Regions from separate parts of the Pan troglodytes genome. Here all the other regions are linked to region 1. Evidence: chromatin contacts called from public Hi-C and HiChIP or PLAC-seq data. All regions are on one chromosome and are shown on one strand. The core of a region is the stretch at or near the end of the contact, and the rest is flanking DNA. Distances in the headings are between cores, read along the strand shown.

Region 1 (3,520 bases), core at 709-3,208:
GGTTGTTAATACTGGAGCACAATTTTCTACATATCTAAGACCCTCTAGAGGTAGGGGTTTTCCTGCCACTAGTGGCCATAGGGCCAAACATCATGACAGCCTGTCCTCATCCTTCTGGAAGCCTGATGCGCGGCAAGCACAGAGGCCTCCCACTGGACTCCTACAAAGTAAGCACCTGCAGACGCCCATGCCCCAGTGCTACAAACAACCTTGGACACCCAATAATTCCTCAACCACCATTTCTACAGAGTAGCTCAACCAGTCTGTAAAAAATCATCACCTTAAACTCCTGGAATTTTCACACCTGAAATAAGCCCAAAGTTACTGTACTTAACTCTAATCTAAAAAGTAACTACTAAACGAATAGAAGGGGCGAAACTAAATTTATTTATCTTACATATTCTAGGTTAGCTTTTCAGAAGTAAAATGAGTCATATTCTAGAGGTTTAGTTAATGTGGACTTCATGTTTCTGACCACATGAAATGTTGGCATTGAAATTCAATGAGCCCTGTTGCTTACTGTGTGAATAGTCAAAACCCAGAATTTTCAGCTAAAAATGTAATTTAGAATATGCTTACTGAATTGAATTAAGGTTTTGCATTAGGATAAACACTGTGGGAGTGATTCTGGTATAGTGGGTTTGTGTTTTTGTGCAAGATGCTTACAATACCACAGCCCTTAGAATAATTGTACACTCTTCTGGCCCGTTTCCCAGATTTCCTTGAAAAGGGTCAGAGGACAGGCTGAAATTAATGACACATGAATGCAGAACCTCAATTAGAAGTGTCTTCAAAGGAATAATTAGGCTAGACTTAATAAGAGGGGATTAAGAGAAGAAAAAGCTTTGGGCAAATTATACACTGAAGGAAAGGAAGATAGGAAACAAGGCAACGATAGATTGGAGCTGATTATTTCAGGAAGTGATTTTTGTTCTATTTATCTTAAAAATAATATAAATATAGTGAGACATAGAGACAACAGATGGATGGATGGTCACTGACCTCTTACTAGGAGTGGCAATGTGAACATTGGGACGCTTCCTGGTGCATGTACCCTGCAATTGTGAATTTAGTAACCCTATTCCCTTTGTGAAAGAGGCCAGGGATTTTGCTTCCCCCAAATAACAGTAACAGCAGCAAAAGCAGCAACAAACCCTTCAAATCTGCTTACCCTGCCAGATATTGTTTCACTTTCCTCATCTGTAAAATAGGGATTACTTTATGATGGAATCCCCACAACAACCCCCGGAGGTAGGTACGATATAAGTGCCTTGTTCCAGGTCATACAGCTAGGTAGTGTCAGAACACAGATTGAAATTCAGAAGCCTGGCTCCGAAGTTTGAGCTCTCATTCACCGCACTACATATATCTATGGGAGGATAGGCGACACATGTATGTAATAAATGTGTGAGCATTTATTGTACTGGAAACTCTCCAGCTCCTCCCTCTCTACACGATCCTTTGCTTCTAATTTTGTCAATCACAGCACCTTCCCTGGCCCTTACTTTGTTCTTGCCAATCTCCTCTCCTTGAGCAGAAGAGGGAAGGGAGCCTGCTCCGTAGGTGAACAGCTCCTCCGCGGAGGCATCCTGTTTTCTTAGTGCAATCACTAATTCGCATTGCAAAATGCTTTATCACATGAGTGGGTTAAGCCATTCTAGGAGCATTCACTGAGCGCTCAGAGTGGGAACGTTTATCAGGCATGCAAATGCTAACTTACTTTCTAGAGAATGTTTAACTTAAAAGCCTAAAGAAATCTCAGATAATTCACTTCGGAGTAGAAACCTCCTTCAGCCGCGCTCACTACGGCGCCCGGCTTCGCGGCACCGGCCACTAGAGGGCAGTGGCCGCCGCAAAGCCGAGGCGGGCGGTGGGCTCGGCGGCTCGGCCATCGCTTGCTCTCGCCTGGCAAGGGGCTCTCGGCCGTGGATTAGCGCAGCTGGAGACGTGGGAGGCCGCGGGCCCCGCCCCCGACCGGCGGCGGCTGCGGCGGCCCAGCGCGGCAGTCGGCGCTGGGAAGTGGAGGCGCTGCGAGCGGAGCCGCGCGGAGGGCGGGACCGGCGGGTCCGGGCAGCGTGGGTTTGCCGCCTTCGGGGCTCCAGTCCGCGCGCCAGGGCTCGAGCAGCACCGCGGGCCCCTCAGGTGGGCCTCGGCTCGGGACGCCGGGAGTCGGGGCGCCGGGACCATGGCGCTGCGCGCCCGGGCGCTGTACGACTTCAGGTCGGAGAACCCAGGCGAGATCTCGCTGCGAGAGCACGAGGTGCTGAGCCTGTGCAGCGAGCAGGACATCGAGGGCTGGCTCGAGGGGGTCAACAGCCGCGGCGACCGCGGCCTCTTCCCGGCCTCCTATGTGCAGGTGATCCGCGCCCCCGAGCCTGGCCCGGCGGGAGACGGCGGCCCGGGCGCCCCGGCCCGCTACGCCAATGTGCCCCCCGGGGGCTTCGAGCCCCTGCCCGTCGCGCCCCCCGCCTCCTTCAAGCCGCCGCCTGACGCCTTCCAGCCGCTGCTGCAGCCACAGCAGGCGCCGCCTCCGAGCACCTTCCAGCCGCCCGGCGCGGGCTTCCCGTACGGCGGGGGCGCCCTGCAGCCGTCGCCTCAGCAGCTCTACGGCGGCTACCAGGCCAGCCAAGGCAGCGATGATGACTGGGACGACGAGTGGGACGACAGCTCCACGGTGGCGGACGAGCCGGGCGCTCTGGGCAGCGGAGCATACCCAGACCTCGACGGCTCGTCTTCGGCGGGTGTGGGCGCAGCCGGCCGCTACCGCCTGTCCACGCGCTCCGACCTGTCCCTGGGCTCCCGCGGCGGCTCGGTCCCCCCGCAGCACCACCCGTCCGGGGCCAAGAGCTCGGCCACCGTGAGCCGCAACCTCAATCGCTTCTCCACCTTCGTCAAGTCCGGCGGGGAGGCCTTCGTGCTGGGGGAAGCGTCAGGCTTCGTGAAGGACGGGGACAAGCTGTGCGTGGTGCTGGGGCCCTACGGCCCCGAGTGGCAGGAGAACCCCTACCCGTTCCAGTGCACCATCGACGACCCCACCAAGCAGACCAAGTTCAAGGGCATGAAGAGCTACATCTCCTACAAGCTGGTGCCCACGCACACGCAGGTGCCGGTGCATCGGCGCTACAAGCACTTCGACTGGCTGTACGCGCGCCTGGCCGAGAAGTTCCCGGTCATCTCCGTGCCCCACCTGCCGGAGAAGCAGGCCACCGGCCGCTTCGAGGAGGACTTCATCTCTAAGCGCAGGAAGGGCCTGATCTGGTGGATGAACCACATGGCCAGCCACCCAGTGCTGGCGCAGTGCGACGTCTTCCAGCACTTCCTGACGTGCCCCAGCAGCACCGACGAGAAAGCCTGGAAGCAGGGCAAGAGGAAGGCCGAGAAAGACGAGATGGTGGGTGCCAACTTCTTCCTGACCCTTAGCACGCCCCCCGCCGCTGCCCTTGACCTGCAGGAGGTGGAGAGCAAGATCGACGGCTTCAAGTGCTTCACCAAGAAGATGGACGACAGCGCGCTGCAGCTC
Region 2 (3,520 bases), core at 697-3,196, 230 kb after region 1:
AAGTTGGAAGTGCCTGAGAATTTACAGGCCCTCTGGGCAGCCCTTCCAGAACCTCAAAGCCTCGCTGACTTTTGCATCTGGACGAACTCAGACAGAATTTTTACCCTGGAGTTGCCCTGTAGAATCAGGCAGAGGCCTCCCTCCTCAGGACTTTGCCTGACATCACACCTTTGTTTGGTTTGCTCCCGGCTCCTGTCCTGTTTTTCCTGCTCTTTCCTGGACTTCTATGGGAGCACTTCCTTCATAATTCACGTGCACATAGCCCTTGTCAAGGTCTACTTCTGGAAGTTTCAATCTAAGCCATAGTAATCATCCTTGCTCAAGGAGATTTTTCTCCAGATTCCAATAAAACAGAAGAAACAGCAGTCTCCTCTTTATAGAAATAAAAAGGAGTGTTCTAGCTAAAGCCCTTTTTACAGAGCAGCATAATGGGTAAGAGCAGGGGCTCCAGAGTCAGCCTGCTTATAAACAGTCTTTTGGAGCCTCAAGATTCCTCATCTGTAAATTGGAGCTAATGACAATGACAGCACAGGGGTTGTGTTGAGGCTATGTTGAATATCATAGCACTTACACATCCCGTCCAGCACACAAGAAACACTCCATAAAAGTTAGTTACTATGAGCATCATTAATATGTTGTCTGAGGCATTTTGACACAACCACTGCTACTTGTAAATTCCAACACAGCATTTTCTTGGTACATAATAGAAAAACAAGTGCTATCTGCTGCTCTGTGAGAAGCTGATGATGAATTACCAAATAAGATTTTCTACTTTGTAGGTATATTTGAATATCAGTATGTCCAATTAATTCAGTATAAATATAAAGGACACATCCTGCTTGAAAATGTCAGCAATAAGTTAGGCAAATGGCTGCATTCTGAAACCAGGCATACCTGGACCATACTCCCAAATATGCTGCTTCTGTAGAGACTTTAGTATTGATTTACCCAATCAGATTGCCAATACTTACCTCCTAAGGTTATTGTGAAGATTAGACAAAACTCTGCATAAAAAGCACTTAGCTACTCTTTATTAGGAACTTACTATGTCCCCAGCACTGTGCTATTGTTATCCATGCCCAATTCCCCAGAAGAGAAGCGGAAAGATTCCATACAACACTGGGATACCTTTACCCTGACGACAAAGGCAGCAATGGCACCGACTCCCAGAAGATAATCTTTTAGAAAATAATCACCTGGTTTTTTCCTCGGCCATTAGCCTTCTTGGGTCAGTTTGCTAGCAACCAACCCCCCAACAACAAAGAAACTCCAAGGAAAATGAGCCTCTTCATTGCTGCTGAAAGCAGGGGGAACCGCGTCCTCTTACAGGCTCTTTACTATGGTTGATACAAGTGAGTCTCCATTTTTTAGCTTCAGTACCATCCAGTCAATGCTTTGTAGGAAGAGCTGCATGTCGGAGTGTTGACACGCCAGTGTTTGTGCATCTCTCTGGGAGCCCTGCTGGCAGAGCCCTCCTCTGCACCAGCACAGAGGTCTGATGTGGGACGGTCAGGCTATCAGAGCTCAAAGAGAAAACAAATCTCTTCTATATAGGCCAGGAAGGCCTCACCAAGGACCCTTTTTGCTCTGCTTGGGAGGGAATGGTAAGAAAAAAAGGGAAAACCACACCCTTCGAAGGCCTCAGTAAATATTTGAAGCGTGCCTAGATTTGGCCACATGAGAACTCCCCTTATTTAAGTATTTATGAAATGATCAAATAGCAGGATTGTATTTCCATGAGCTAGAGAGTTCTTATTTAGTGACACAGATTTTTTTTTGTTCAAACTTTTTTCTTTTTTTGCCACATTCAGCAATTGCTGTCAGATGCTGAATGTCTGTGGTCACATACTCGGCTTCCTGTTTATAAATGCGCTCTGTTTTCAGTGAGTCAGCAGTTTCTTGTTCTACAGAGAGGTAAAACTGGTGGTGTCAGGGCCGTGGGGGGTTGAATGAGCTTTGTGAATGGCCCAGTGTGTGCTGGGCCTCAGGATTTGTGTGAACAGGTACTCACACTGTCTGTGGCTGTCCATAAGCTAAAATAATTCAGCCCAGTGAGTTTGTTGGTTTCTCATCTGATTCTGTCCAAGCGAAACAAAGCCAGACACTAAAGTGGTAAGGACAGACATTAACCAGTAATAACTATTGCAATAGGGAAGAGTCCAATGTAAACTGAACTCAGCTTCAATTTGTGCAGAGGTGACTGGACTTTTTTTTTTTTTTTTTTTTTCTTTTTTTGGAGACAGAGTTTTGCTCTTGTCACCCAGGCTGGAGTGCAATGGCACGATCTCGGCTAACTGCAACCTCCGCCTCCCAGGCTCAAGTGATTCTCCTGCCTCAGCCTCCTGAGTAGCTGGGAGTACAGGTACCTGCCATCGCACTCGGCTAATTTTTTGTATTTTTAGTAGAGATGGGTTTTGCCATGTTGGCCAGGCTGGTCTCGAACTCCTGACTTCAGGTGATCCATCCACCTGGGCCTCCCAAAATGCTGAGATTACAGGTGTGAGCCACCATGCCTGGCCGGACTAGGCATTTTTAGGGAAGAATGAGGGAATAGGAAGGAGGGCAAACAGAACCAGTAGGGTCAGGGAAGTGAAAAATTACAAAGGGCTGTTCAGTATAAATGCAATCAGACCAGCTGTGCCTGCTAGCTGGCAGTTAGGAAAGTTAGGATTCTATCCTCTCTGAGACTGGGAGACAGAGGTCCTTACCTTTCCTGATGATTACTTTCAAAGGAATAGCTTTCAGGGCCTTGAGAAACACACTCCTGGGTTGTAGGAGATACATATACATCTCAAAGGTTACAGAGAAGGAACTCAAAATTGCACTTCTTAGTAAGTGCTCTATGAAAGAGTGGTCAGGCTAGCTCCAGGTGTGGGCTGGAGCAAGCAGTAAATCCCCCTGGGCAGCCTTGAGTTTTCTCAGGCAGGCATCCTTAAGGGGGTAGGGGCATCCTGGGGATGTGGCCTTGAGGTATTGGAAACCGTATTAGCGATTGTGCAAGTGTTTTAGAGCAAGGCTGAGGCCTGGCTGAGAAGAGGGCTCAGAAGAGCCTGGCTAGAGTTTGCTCAAGGTCAGAGTCTTTGTCACTGCGAGGCAGCCCAGGGTCTGTCTTTGGCACTTCACTCACTTGCTTTGGTGCTACTGCTTCCTGACCTCGCCTACCAGTCCCATTGCCAGCTGCAGTGGCCTCCAGCTGCCAGGTGGGCTGGAACTTCAAACGACTGATGTCCTTGAAGAGCCTGGGAGTTCTGGACTTTCCTGCCTCCCCTCCCTTGGCCCCAGCACACACTGCTCCATCTGCCCCTCCTTCCACACCCTCTTGTAAGCCAGCTCCACATCGCCTTTGGAATTCGGTTTTTCCTTCATCTCTTAGTGTGAAAGCCTCCCCTGAGCTCCAGTACCTGGGTTTGGCATTCCCACAACACCAAGCTCTTCTCTCCTGGAGCATTTATTGCACTGTATTTCAGAGAATAGTTAAGCACTGGTTTCCCCCACTAAACTGTAAGCCATAGAAGAGCAG
Region 3 (3,520 bases), core at 404-2,903, 210 kb before region 1:
ACCATGTATTGTATTTTATAAGATAAATTACAAATTAAACCAGTTATTTAACTTAGAAAATAATCTTCTGGACACTTTGGCAGCTCTCTTAACTTACAGGGCACCTTGTATTGTGAAGAATGTTCATAATCAGATAATCCCCTTAACCAGCTACAGTACTGAGTGAATAATATCCCTTTATCACAAAGATAAAGGAAGTTACTGCCATCAACAAATGAACAACAAAACAGAACTTGAACTCAGAATTTTAGATCCAGCTCCATTCACAAGGCCATGCATTAACTGTAGTCACCATCCTTTCCCACAAGACCATCAAGCTCTGAAGCATTAGGAGAAACATTTTCTTTATGTACACTAAAATAAGCCCAAATACACAGATGACAGCACAAAGCCGGTCCGGCGTTTCTTGGCCATCAAAGCACGCACAGATTTTCTCAGTACAGCCTTAAGTGTAATTCCTAGAAGGCACTGGCAAATCTCTGCCAGGCCAATCTGCAGTCGAAAACCGAGTGCATGTGTCCAACAAGATGACAGGAGGGTCAATGTTTCTAACCGTCTACTTCAACTCTGGATGGCAATAGCGGTTCTGCCCAACATGGTAAACACAATAATCGTATAGGATCGAACACAAGTCTCTGTAAATGAGGATCCCCTTAAACGCAAACAAGCAACTCTGGGGAAATATAATTTCTGGAACAAAACATGGTGCTCGCATAATTCCACAAAGACACACATAGAAGTCCATTTTTAAAATGATGTTCGGTCCCAGCACTGTGCTGACACTTTTCCCACCTAAACTTCTCAGCACAAGCCTGGCCTAAACAGCCGGGTTCCAATCCGTGCACAGTGGAACCGCGGCACGCACCCAAGACCGGAATGGTGGGGCTATACCTGTCCCTACTCAGTCCTGTTCGTGCCAGCCTGCGAGGTAGTTTAGACCCGTCTGCTTTATGGTAATGTGCTTTTAAAACCCCGCCACGACCGAGGTCATAGCTTTAGAGATTTAATAACAATCAAATGACCAGGGCTGCTGGGCACTTAGTGAGCCATTCTGGTTATGGCTCTTTAATAGCACCTGGAGTTCTGCTCCAGGGAGAGCGGAAAACTCCTGCTCCCCCGGAAAGAAAGTCCTCTGCGGAGAGCGCAGAGGGAAGCCAGGAAGCCGATCGCGGGCAGGGGACGCGCCGCCGCGGCCGCCCCATCTCTCAAGCAGCCCCAGCGCGACCCTCGCCCTGCAGCCGTGCTGGCCCAGGCCGCACCTTTACCTGTCAGCTCCACCACCCACCGCCCTGGAGGCTGCCCCTCCGAGTCCAGGGAAAGGCTTACGAGCCGACTGCGGGAGAAAGAACCCCAGAGGCATCCTATCCCAAAGAAAGAAAGCAAAAAGGCTGCTCCTCAAGGCAGGGGGCCATCGGGCACGCCGAGATCCGAGAGGCGACATGCCACCCCAGCCCTGCACCTACCAGATAATCCATGTACAGAAACGCCTCAGTTATCCGGAGATCAGACATCCGGCAGCCTAAAGCATCCGGAACGGCTCCGAACCCGGAAAAAAAAAGCAGCGTCTCTGGCTGCGAGCGAGCAGCTCCTGAAAAAGCCAGCAACAGCGAAAATAGCCGAAAGCAGCCGACTAGCCGGAGATTACACAAGGGGCGCGGCGATTGGCCAGGCGGGCGGGCAGAAGGAAAGAAGCGCGCTCATTGGCTGCGGCGCCTATAAAAGGCAGGCCCCAGCCGGTAGCAGGAGAGAAACGCGGGAGTGGTGGGGGGTGCGGGTTCCTGTGTGCTGAGCGGAGGAGCCGGGGTGGGGGCGGTGCAAGCGGAAGAAAGAGCCAAGAGAGCGGAAAATCGGCTGGTGCTGTCGCCGCCCGAGTTTTGTGTTTACACAGCTTTCCAGCTGGGTACAACGGAGCCGAACTCCGTGTTCCCGGGCTGGAGAGCCTTGGAGTCCCCGCCAACCCCCAGTAGGAAGCGAGCGCTGTAACGTGGGAGGCGTGGTCGCCACTGATCTTGTCTACCCCCAGAGCCTTCCTAAAGGCTCTGCCGCCACGAGACTGCACCACCGGGAAAGAAGTGTGTGAAAGTGTACTCCGTAAACAGGCAATCCTGTACGCGACTTAGGGGCAGAAAGACCCTCCGCACTTTTATCATTTGAAAGTAAGGTGGACGATTCCAGCCTGGTGTCCCTGAGGGTACACACAGGCCCCCCGCGCAGCCAGAGGTGACTCAGGAACCCCCCTTCCAACCCCTGCGTAGAACGCCGAACAGTCTTCGGAGAATTCGCTTTCCTCCACGTGAAAAGGAAAAGAAAAACATTTGAGGGGTCGCAGTAGTCACTTGTACTCCCCAAACACATGGGAAGAAGTTGATCAGTTTGCATGCTTGGAGTCAAATTACGCTCAGCACAAATCCAGCGCCCCTGAATTAAATGAGCAGTAGAAGCTCTCTGCAAAAAGCACAACAGTATTTGTGACCCGGTATTATTTCAAGAGGTAAAAACATCTATAAGCAGATGCATTTGGGACTTATGCATTTCCTGGTAATGTCAATATCGCATTAAGCTAGTGGGGTTGGGGAGGGAAAGCCTGAATCGGACAAGAAGCTGGCTTTTTTTTTTTTTTTTTTTTTTAGGCTATAAATAACCAGACCATGCCAGACACATGTTCTTAGGCTATGTTCTTAGGCTCAGGTGATTGGAGTGCCCCCCCATCCCCACCCTCAGGGCTTAGGGAGAATGGAAGATAAGGTGGATGCTCTCACCTGTATGAATAGTTAGGGCTTGCATACATAAAGTTTCAAGAGTGAAACTTCATCAACTGAACTCTTTATGAAGTGACTGCCTGACTCTACACGTGATGTTTTAGGAGTTGAATTTTTACTTTCCCCCTAACTTGACACTTTTCTGTATCCTCAAGAAACAAATTTCCGTACCGTAAGTTTACCTGGGACTATCAAAACAGTTCTGTTAGATAACCGTGGAATTCACCCCAAATGTGCACATAACCAATAAGGGCGAGGCAGCCCCCTAGAGGGAGCTGTAGGTTGATGAGCCAAGTGATTTTAGGTATGCAGTCTAATTTCCAAACCTGTTTCCTCAGCTGCAAAACGAGAATTCCTACAGCCAGAAAGTTGTGAGGGTTTGGGCGGGGGGCGGGGGGCGGGGGTGGGGGGGGTTGGGGAAGTTGTTTTTGTTTTTTTGAGACAGGTATTCTCTCTGTCGCCCAGGCTGGAGTGCAGTGGCGCGATCTCGGCTCACTGCAACCTCCGCCTCCCCGGCTCAAGCAACCTCCCACCTCAGCCTGCAGAATCGCTGGGACCACAGGTGTGCACGCATGACTACGCTCGTCTAATTTTTTGTATTTTGGGGGTAAAGACAAGGTCTCACTATGTTGCCCAGGCCTGTTTCTAACTCCTGGACTCAAGCAATCCGCCCACCTCGGCCTCCCAAAGGGCTATTAGATCCAATTTTGATTTTCCTTGGCATTCTGTTAATTCAAACACATGTAGGTTTAGAAGAGATT
Region 4 (3,520 bases), core at 418-2,917, 190 kb after region 1:
ATTTTAAAAACTAGTTAGAAACACATACATACAGAATGGAGAACATTGTGAGCAGATTATTTCTTAGCCTTTGTTTTTAAAAATACACAAATAATCTCACTTTCTTTTCTTTTCTTTTAGTTGACCACAAGAAGATAGGCTGTGACTTAATTGTTTTAGCCAAGTGCTGTTAAATCTCACGCTCCTTTTTCTTGACTCAGGAGTACAGAATATAAATATAGAGTGCCCTCCTGTCTCCCCAATGTCATTGCCTTGCTCTGTGAACAAACCCAGAGGTCCAACGTTTGTGGCAGGCCATCTTCTACTCACTTCAGAAGACGAATATGACAATGCGACCCATTCCCTGAGATGGTGAGTGCATAGGACATTGGAAAGCTGTCTTTGACCATAACAAGAGGAAGATGTCAAAATGATGTAAAGAAACAGGTTTGAACTTCAGCTAAAAGTTAAATGACCAGCACTGAATTCACATTGAATCCCTCCTTTGCTAGAGTATTACTTTCCTGATTAGACATATTATCCACTAAGAGTCCTTCCAGCTCAAAGATTCAATGCAGTATAGTAGGAAATCATAGATTTTAAAATTTGAAGACCTGAGTGTCAAATTCTAGTTTCACCTTTTACAAGTTGTGTGACTTTGAGTAAGTCACATAATCTGTCTGACCCTTCAATTACTCCTGTGTGGACTGGGATGTACCATTCCTGCACGATTTCTCACAGGATAACCCGAGTCTCATTGAGGACATGCATATGAAAATGCTTACCACTAGTCAGATGTTAGACATTAATTGATAGTTAAGGAAACAGGGGCCCTGAGAAGATAAGTATCTTCCCAAGAGACTCTAGAGATCCTCTGGCTGAGCACTTCCTGAAGCATTTCCTTGCCAACAGTGTTAGTTCCACAGAACACTCATTTCACAAGTGGCAATAGCCATGACATAACATAATCATTTTAAACAAGTATGGGAAATTCTGTGCTGAACAAAAATAAGCACACTCTTTAACTGCAGGACTTATCAGAGCCATTAACATGGTCATGTCCTTTGTGACTCTCTAAGCATTTCCTCCTCTTAATAGACAGGCTGTCACAAGATTAGGATTCCATGGAGCACAACATGGGAAATGCTGACCTAGTTTATTGCCTAGGTCCGATGTCACAGTCCTCTAATTCAGTGCTACTGCAAGTACCCAAATACCAGGTTGGTAAATATCTGTTCCTCATCTGTGATGAGAAAAAAAGCTTATGAAATTGTAAATCAACAAGTCATCAAAAAGTCTTGCTACCGAGAAAAAAAAAAAGAAAAAAGCCTGTCAGTGGAACGTAGTGAACTTATTCTGGTGCAAGCTCCACCAGTGTGCATACCAGCAGTGGTCCCCAGACTATGCTTTGAGTAACATTTCTCTAATTAATTGGATAAAGATGCAGCTTTAGTGAAAAAGCAGAATCTAAAGAAAAGAAACCTTTTTCATACCTTGTGCTTGGCAGCACATGTGAAGTCTGGAAGTTGTCTGATTCAGAAAGCTCCAGGCTCCCAGCAGTCAAAGCATTGGCCATCAGGCAGATTGGATTGCTGGTTGGCAGCGTCCACCCGAGCCTTCCTAACTTCAGTTGCTAGTGCACTAACTGGACACAACCCTTAGTCATCACACTGGAGAGATGATCATCCCAACAGGATACAAAGCCAAGCCCTGCAAGGCTCCTTTCCAGACAAAAGCTGATCTAACTGAGCTGTATAAAGGGCAGGCAAATTAACTTCCTGTTAGCTCTGTAAAAATACTGGGGAAACTCTCCCTAAACAATAATCCCCAAGTGAGGGTTTCCACGAGAAAAAAGTGATGCAGTCAAATGAGGGAAACTGAAGAGTTTCAAAAAGGGCTAATTTGCAAAGATGTACTGGGTTAAAAGGAATAGTGATTGCTAAGCATGGAGTGCTATTACCACCCTTAGAGGGAAGGTCATTGGACCTGGAAGCTATGAAAGAGAGCTGCCTGCTTGACGGGCGCTTGGCCTTAGATCGTGGAACATGGACTCTGAGACTCATAGCCCTGCAGGGAGGGCAGGCAATGCCCCAACCTCACTTTTCCCTCTCCATGCAGTCTTTGCCCGTGCATCTCATTGGCTCTCTAACCAGAAGCCAGGGGACAAAGGAGCTTGTCGCTATGGTCCATAAATGCCCATCGGCACAGCAGGGTGGACAGAGGATCTGGAAAGGTAAATGAAAATCATTCATCACAGCTCACCCCGTGTGCTCCTCTGTGGCTCTCAGCTTTATGAGCAGCACATGAAGGGTGCTGGCCAGTGTGGAGAAGTGGAGAGCAGATCTGGAAGGACAACTGAAATCCATCTAGCACAGTGTCATTCTCTTCTGAGCTCAGAAAACAAATTGAGTTACAATCGTGAAGGCTTTTGGTTTCTGTTGGCCTCTCTTGTCAAGACTTTTGCCAATCCAGTCATTTTTCTCCCTTTCAATGCTTTCATGGTGCCAGGGTATCAACATGCCTTTGTGCTGATCACAGTTTTTTCAGAATCCAATTCTCAAGACAAAATTAGAGTGGGTATGTTTACACACTAAAAACTCTGCTAATAAACACTAATATTTCAAGTATCAGTCTTACTTATTTAATTTTTCTCTCATTTTTAGAGATAGGGTTGATTTGATGTTATTTTCATGTACTCAGACTCCTGATTAAACACATTTTCATGGTATAAATCTATTACTCTCTACCTAGCTACTTCTTAAAGGCTTTTTGCCTTTAGGGTTCTCATGACGTTATTACTGTTACAGACACATGGATATTAAGTGTTTACATTAAGCATCTGTCTGTAGGAGTGAGGCTGTGGATTCAGGCTGTGCAAGCTCTGAAATGCCTGGATGTGAGTGGAGGAAATGGCTAAGTAATTGCACTTTGTGCATACCCATTACAGCACTTAGAGTGGGCATAATGCTTGGTTGGGTGTCTGACCAGAAGCCCAGGAGAGAAGAAACTCCTTGGAAATAAATACTCTGTATTATCTTTCTCTGTATTACTTCCATTCTCTCCGACGGTTACCAAATAGATTTATATTGACTAACTAACACAGTGACAGAAAGCCTACATCCGAATGAATAGTTCTGTTTTAACAGGATCACTTTTGGAGGCAATGTAGTGGTTTCAACAATTGCTGAAAGATCTTTGTCTGCATCGACTTCTACTGGGCAGTCTCAGCCTTGGTAGTAGGAAATATTTGTTTTGTGAGCAGGCTTTTTTTTTTTTTTTTTTTGAGACAGGGTCTCTCTATGTTCTACAGGCTGGAGTACAGTGGCTATTCATAGGCACTATCACAGCACACTGCAGCCTCAAACTCCTGGGCTTGAGCAATCCTCCCAACTCAGCTCCTGACTACAGGCACATGAGACTAGGCGCATGCCACCCGGCTTATTTTCACATTTATTTTGTTATTTTACTTTATGGCTACCAAGTCTGGCAGTTATGCAGCTGACAATAGTTTGAGTTAAAAAAAAAATGGAATTATAGCATG

What was found. A called contact is a pair of places that touch in the nucleus more often than the background predicts. HiChIP or PLAC-seq counts read pairs in DNA pulled down with a chosen protein or histone mark.
Region 2: a contact with region 1 is called in a Hi-C map of induced pluripotent stem cells, with 3 times the contacts expected there. The contact joins the enhancer-like site here to the promoter of SNX18 in region 1. A contact is called at or near these places in 2 of 7 Hi-C or Micro-C datasets (blood and induced pluripotent stem cells) and 1 of 1 datasets of contacts at active chromatin or transcription factors (stem cell-derived excitatory neurons).
Region 3: a contact with region 1 is called in an H3K4me3 HiChIP or PLAC-seq map of stem cell-derived excitatory neurons, with 3 times the contacts expected there. The contact joins the promoter of ARL15 here to the promoter of SNX18 in region 1. A contact is called at or near these places in 1 of 7 Hi-C or Micro-C datasets (stem cell-derived neural progenitor cells) and 1 of 1 datasets of contacts at active chromatin or transcription factors (stem cell-derived excitatory neurons).
Region 4: a Hi-C map of stem cell-derived neural progenitor cells shows a contact between it and region 1, with 3 times the contacts expected there. The contact joins the enhancer-like site here to the promoter of SNX18 in region 1. A contact is called at or near these places in 1 of 7 Hi-C or Micro-C datasets (stem cell-derived neural progenitor cells) and 1 of 1 datasets of contacts at active chromatin or transcription factors (stem cell-derived excitatory neurons).

What each region holds. Positions count from the first base shown.
Region 1 is chr4:60,138,681-60,142,200 of NHGRI_mPanTro3-v2.0_pri, reverse strand. It overlaps SNX18 (sorting nexin 18), which reads left to right and starts at 1,958. Exons shown (of 4, transcript XR_008547992.2): 1 at 1,958-3,520.
Region 2 is chr4:59,913,582-59,917,101 of NHGRI_mPanTro3-v2.0_pri, reverse strand. No RefSeq gene overlaps it. Among named protein-coding and RNA genes, the nearest start is that of SNX18, 220 kb to the left of the region's middle. Within about 2 kb of position 1,946, at least 11 of the 24 cell types and tissues checked have an H3K27ac peak or open chromatin away from gene starts, as enhancers often do. A contact at or near this core is called in induced pluripotent stem cells, where this site is marked.
Region 3 is chr4:60,346,253-60,349,772 of NHGRI_mPanTro3-v2.0_pri, reverse strand. ARL15 (ADP ribosylation factor like GTPase 15) reads right to left here and starts at 1,653. Exons shown (of 5, transcript XM_054684369.2): 1 at 1,464-1,653. The coding sequence starts at 1,511. It overlaps LOC129143971 (a long non-coding RNA gene), which reads left to right and starts at 1,768. Exons shown (of 4, transcript XR_008547995.2): 1 at 1,768-2,491; 2 at 3,225-3,321.
Region 4 is chr4:59,952,733-59,956,252 of NHGRI_mPanTro3-v2.0_pri, reverse strand. All of the region lies in intron 2 of LOC104006450 (a long non-coding RNA gene), which reads right to left. It overlaps LOC104006451 (a long non-coding RNA gene), which reads left to right. Exons shown (of 3, transcript XR_001717715.4): 2 at 201-351. Among named protein-coding and RNA genes, the nearest start is that of SNX18, 190 kb to the left of the region's middle. Within about 2 kb of position 1,667, at least 4 of the 24 cell types and tissues checked have an H3K27ac peak or open chromatin away from gene starts, as enhancers often do. A contact at or near this core is called in stem cell-derived neural progenitor cells, where this site is marked.